Linked DNA regions of Gossypium hirsutum: region 2 is linked to region 1. The links are chromatin contacts, called in public Hi-C maps. All regions are on one chromosome and are shown on one strand. The core of a region is the stretch at or near the end of the contact, and the rest is flanking DNA. Distances in the headings are between cores, read along the strand shown. Region 1 holds the start of LOC107962948 (G-type lectin S-receptor-like serine/threonine-protein kinase At1g11300). Region 2 holds the start of LOC107959975 (zinc finger protein CONSTANS-LIKE 4).

Region 1 (2,931 bases), core at 209-2,708:
TCCATATCATTGTTTAGTGATTTTTAATAAAAAATTAATTTGTACATATTTTTAACGTATATATATTAATTTATTCATTTTTAATTAAAAATAAAATACAATTTAATACTTAATATAATTACTACAATATAAAATGCTATGCTTAATCATTTCGATTTGCCTCAACTTGATTGCTTAGATGGTGTTTACGGCTGACAGCAATCGAAATTTGCCGGTAAACAACAACCTTAGGAGTATTGGACAAATATCTGGGTCCAATATATGTGGGTGTCCTTGTTTGCAGCAGGCCGTCTTTTCTCCTGCCAGATGCCAAGGCGCACACCTCACGGCTTACAGCACGCTCTTTGTCAGCTTCGTGATTTGCTGCCCCCACTCGAAGCTTCAGACCATTCCGAGGCTTAGGACCCATATGTCCTCCCATTAATGAGATCCTCATATTTGATATAATAAATTTCTTTTCTGGGTATTAAAATTTTATGGCCTTTTGGATGGGTTGGGTATTCAATCAGGCTCATTCTATCAACGCTCATAGCCCAATGAAGTGATGATTAGAAAGAATATTTTGGGCCATCAAATTGGACCATTAGGAGCACAATGCTTGGTTCTATTGGGTTTCAGAATACAATTTCAAGTACACGTTAGTCACCATCAATAAATTTTACGTTGAAATTTTAGTACTTAAAAATTGGCTTTATCTACTTCAATTTAATTTAATTATCTGTGAGTATAAGTTGAATTTTCTCGTATAGGCCGTAATATAAGTGTACTGGTCCGTATAAAAAATTAAAATTATTTTTCAAATTTAAATTTAAATTTAAATTTTTATTATTTATTTATACCAAAAAGATAATGTAAAAAAAATAAATTTTATTATTTATTTTGATTATCTAAAATTGATCAAAATTGTGTAGGTTAGAAATTAAGTAAATCAATATTTTCAACACATAATTTTTTATAATTAATGTATTTTTTATGTTCTTTTTACTATTTATGAAAATTAAGTTTTTTCAAACTTCGTGCTTATCCTTCTTAATAATATCATATTCAAGATTGCAACATATTGTATCATTATTGATCTTAATAATTTTTAAAAAATAATAAATCAACACTTATTTTTGTTTATTCATTACTTACAAATTTTTTTCAAGAGATATTTGTGTATATATATATATGAAAAATTATTTTATACACAGTCAATAATATATTTTAGACTACACAAGTAGGTTGAGAGTTTGATAAGTATATCATAAGATGTAATAAGACAATAAAAAATAATTATATAAATAAATGTCACACTTGTTTTTTTTTTGAAGGAAAATGTCTGGATCTTTATTAAAACAATATAACAAGACCAAGCCTAACAAGCCTAGTACAAAAAGAAACAGAAAACAAATCGAACGGGGTAAAAACCCAAAGCAAAACAAAACAGAAGCAACTTAACAGGGCCTAAGAGTCCAATCCAAAATAGAAAAACAAGATAAATTGTAAAAAAGATCCAGGTTGGCGAAAATGGGGAGCTCTAGAGGCTTCTACTAGCCAGCTATTTTCTATTCAACCCATCTTTCAAAACTAACAAAAAAACATCTGGGAGAACGCAACTATAATGATGACCTCCATTAATTGCTGATCAGTGCCCATCATTTCCTCAGATAATTCAAAAAAAGAGTTTCTCTCTTTCTCACCTCCCATTATTCATCTTCCAAAAGACTCTCCTGATGCAATCCACTAAAATCATTCTCGTAAGGACTCCTCCCTTCGCCGATCTTCATTCAGAGCTTCTTCCACACCAAAAGTGAACATATTCTGCAGATAAGTTGTCTCCTTCTTCTGTAAACCCTCCTTAGCAATAAGATGAGCCACTTTGTTTGCTTCTCTTGATACAAATCGAAAAACACAGGACTCAAAATCGAAACTCAGATGTTTTGAATCTTGAATAAAAACTTCGATTTCCGATCTGTCATCGACTTGCTCATGCAATTTTCGAATCACTGTTCGGGAGTCGCCTTCAACTTCTACCTTTCGCAGCCCTAGAAGTAGCCCAAAACGGATCGGAGGCACGCCATCGCTTCAGCAGTAAAAGTAGAAGGTATATACTTATGAAACACTGTTTTAGCAAAAATGACTTCTGACCTTGCGTTCCTTGCTACTAAACCTGAACAAGATTCCTGTAAATCCTTTTTGAAAGTAGCATCAAAGTTGATCTTTACCCAAGGATCCGTCGGGGCATCCTATCGACTAGTGAGAACCCGCATCGTTGGTAAGCTCGAACTCAACCTATCCAATTCTCTAATATAGTTCTTAATAAAGGCTACCGTTTGAGATCTAGACTTTAATTCGCCTTCATGTAGAAATCTGTTCCTTATATTCCAAAGCACCTGTAAAGCACATGCAATCGTCCTGCACTGATTAAAAGAAAATGACTCAAAAATGTTATTAAGCCAATCACTGAAATCTGAGTTATCCTCTTGAGTAAGCCAGTTAAATCCTAACGTAGACCATGTTTCCTTTGCTATAGGACACTCCTTGAATACGTGCTCACTAGATTCCGGTCCATTATGACACCTCCGAAAAATATCAGATCCCATCAGTCTCCTGTAGTGAAGATTACAAAAAGTAGGCAAGAAGTTGCGAAAAAGTCTCCAATTTGTAATTTTAATCTTAGAAGGTAGATCTAGGCTCCAAATTCTTTTGTAAAAATGTCTGTAATTAGAATGCGTTTGGTTCTATCCCTATTGTAAAATCAATCTGTGTCCGCTATGAACCGTGTACTCCCCAGTTGGCTCTCCACGCCAGATTATGTGATCTTTGTGTTTATTTATGGATAGAGGAATACATAAAATCCGCTCTACATCACTGACCGAAAAGGTATTAGAGATTAGTTCAGTTTTCCACTTCCTTGTACTAGTATCGATTAAATTTGCCACTAGTAAC
Region 2 (2,931 bases), core at 223-2,722, 190 kb before region 1:
AAAAAGTTAATTGTTCATCTTTTAAAAGTTTTATTCATGTCTGTTGCTAAAAATTGACATAGCTGATAGAGTAATAAAAAAGTAAGTAGCACATAACATGTCACATACACAAATATAGAGATTAATTTTTAACAATAAAAACTGATAAAATTAAAAAAAAATAATCCTTTAATTTAATATACAAATATTAATTTTTTTAATAAAAGAGGAAAATTCAATCCTACTAAGAAAACTACCTCCTCTAATCCAGGTTTGGCAAAATCTGATAATTTTATATATAATACCATTCGCCTCATAAAATTTTGCTATTTATCCGTTTGTTTGATTCTTATAATATCTGATCCTAGGTTGAGAGGTTGATACATAATCAAAATTACCTATTGTTCTTTTTCTGGCATATCTTTGAATGTCGGAGCAAAATAAATTAAAGGAACAAAGTTTATTAGCTGTACATTGGTAAGGATGATTTCAGCTTGAAGGTAAAAACTAATTAGCTGATTATTGAACAAGAATAAAAGGGTAAAAACACATAAGTATCTGGTTTAATTAAATACAAGCCAGTGATAGAGAAAAAATTGCTTTGGACAGCACACCTCGATTCATCTTGAAGCAGCTTTTTTGTCATTTTGCAGACATCAAGCACTAGTGTTGTTATTTCTGGTGCTTTGGATGAAATAAAAGGCAACTAAATAAGCTGATTTATTTCACAAAATTCATGATGTTGTGGAGAATATGAGCAAGCTGGATGATTCTGCTTCAAAACAGAGTTTCAAAAAAGGGTTAGCTTACTGGATAAAAGGGATCTTCCGTCTCACTCATGCGCTTCAATGGATGTACTGTTCTTGATTGAGAACCATTTTCTTTTCCAAACCTGGTGGAACATTCTTCGCTTGTTGAAGAACTGGAAACTGGTGGCCCAGATGTCCATGGAACCACTTGATTTTCTTCGTCACCGCTGCTATCTCCACCATCGTCTTCACTACTGTCATCTTCCTCATCATCGTCGTCGTCCTCATCGTCATCATTTTCTTCGTGGTGTGTTTCTTCGTTGTTTATCTCATCTGTACAAGTATTTCTGCTGACACAATTTTCGCAAACGGAGACGGTGGGGCCAAGCTTTGGTCCGGAGCCATTCCAGGGCGTAGGAGATTGACAGAGGTGACAAAGAAGGGTTCGTGAATGTTTAGCAACGAGGAAATTGGCACCATGTACTCTGGAATCACAATCCCAGCACAAGATGGCTTGATCTGATTCACAATACATCTTTGCTAAAGAATTGCAGAGCTCACACTTTTTCATTTTATTGTTTTTTTGGTTTTTTTTCTCCTTTCAAACTTGAATTTCCATGTTCATCAGCATCACTGTGTTTTTATGCCTTTCTGTTTGACACATGCTCTAGTGCAACTTGTCAAATGTTTAATAAATGTACAAATTGTTAAATACCTTTTTTCTGCTTTCTTTTTCATATTATCTTATTCTTTAATGTAGCATTTTGATAAATCTCACATCTTTTTTAGATTTGATAAATCTTCCTTTTGTTAGAAGTAATGCACCAATAACCTGCAGTAAACTATGGCTGTGTTTTGTGTCAAATTTGTCAACGGCAGTAAAGTAGTACATATTAACAAGACCAAGTTGATTGACTTTAAATAACAAGACCAAGTTAATTAATTAAAGTATTTTAGGTGAGTTTCAATCATAGAAAGTTTATAACATTTATTTTACCTTAAAATTCGTACCTACTGCCCAGTACCAGTACGGTACCGATCACTACGAGTATTGTACCTATTGTCTGAATAGCAGTGAAGTATGAAGTTGTTCCAAATGTATTTGTGGAGTGACAAAGTTGATGTTTCCTGAGTCAGGTTTCACCTATTGTCATAGCTACATATTGTCTAGTCAAGAAAGACGTGCATTGTCTAGTCCATTATTGGCGCAAATTAGGCCGCTCATAAATATCTTAATATATGGAATCATCAATTATTTTAGTGATTAAATAAAAGCTTTTCTATGTCTTCTCCCACTCCACTTTCTGACATCACTAATTAATTTTAAAACGTTTCAGGTTCCCCAGCATTTATTAGTTTTTTTTCCCATATAGTTAGTTGATTTTTGGTCATTTAATATTTTAAGTTTTCTGGTAGCTACTCATCTGACTATGTCTTAACTGATGTAAAATTTCCTTTTAATTGAGTTTGAAAAAAATGTGTGGCTCATATTATTTCATTACTTCTAAAGTCTAATCGTCACATTTCCAGCGGCCTGAATTGATTAATTTGATTAATAACTCAAGTGTCCTATTATTACAAGATATAGAAGAATAAAGGTATTGACCTGAAAGGGGGGCCAAAGGGGAAAAGAAATTTGTGGTTGAGGTTGAGAAGAACCAAAAAGATTGAAGTAGCCTTTGAGGGCGTGAAGATGAGATCGACAAGTTTTTATACTCGACATTGGTGGTGGACCTGCTTGAGCTTGTGGGTGCTTCATATTCTGCAAGCTTAAGTTAATTTTGTTGTTGTTGTCGGTCATGTAAATATAACTTAGTTATTGCATTGCTTTCTATAAATGTGGACAGGGTTTTACTTTCCTCGGTGGCTGAGAAACCTGTTCTGTTATTCCTACCCTAAAGCATCTCTTTATTAAAGATGTGAAAGGTGGAGGGCGGAGGGCTTTCTACCACTCCACCAATTAACTAACGAAACGAAACCCACTAAAGGGGATGGGGGTTTGCCAAGATTCTATGCATAATTTACTTGGCATGATAGGTCGAGGGATTCATACAAGCAATTTCCAGCGGCGAAGCGGGGCTGGCATGGCCTGCCCTGTTTAAAATGTAAAATAATTTTTTAGACCCTTAAATTTTTTTTAAAATTTTAAATTAGTAGAATTAAAATTACATTTTAACCTTCCTTAAAATTATAAAAATTCAAT

What was found. Hi-C and Micro-C count contacts between places; a contact is called where the count stands out from the background.
Region 2: a Hi-C map of leaf shows a contact between it and region 1, with 1.6 times the contacts expected there. The contact joins the promoter of LOC107959975 here to the promoter of LOC107962948 in region 1. A contact is called at or near these places in 2 of 34 Hi-C or Micro-C datasets (callus and leaf).

Annotation. Positions count from the first base shown.
Region 1 is chrA06:81,369,223-81,372,153 of Gossypium_hirsutum_v2.1, reverse strand. It overlaps LOC107962948 (G-type lectin S-receptor-like serine/threonine-protein kinase At1g11300), which reads left to right and starts at 1,458. Exons shown (of 5, transcript XR_005928188.1): 1 at 1,458-2,086; 2 at 2,186-2,257.
Region 2 is chrA06:81,560,058-81,562,988 of Gossypium_hirsutum_v2.1, reverse strand. LOC107959975 (zinc finger protein CONSTANS-LIKE 4) reads right to left here and starts at 1,472. Exons shown (of 1, transcript XM_016896166.2): 1 at 423-1,472. The coding sequence starts at 1,299. The coding sequence ends at 781.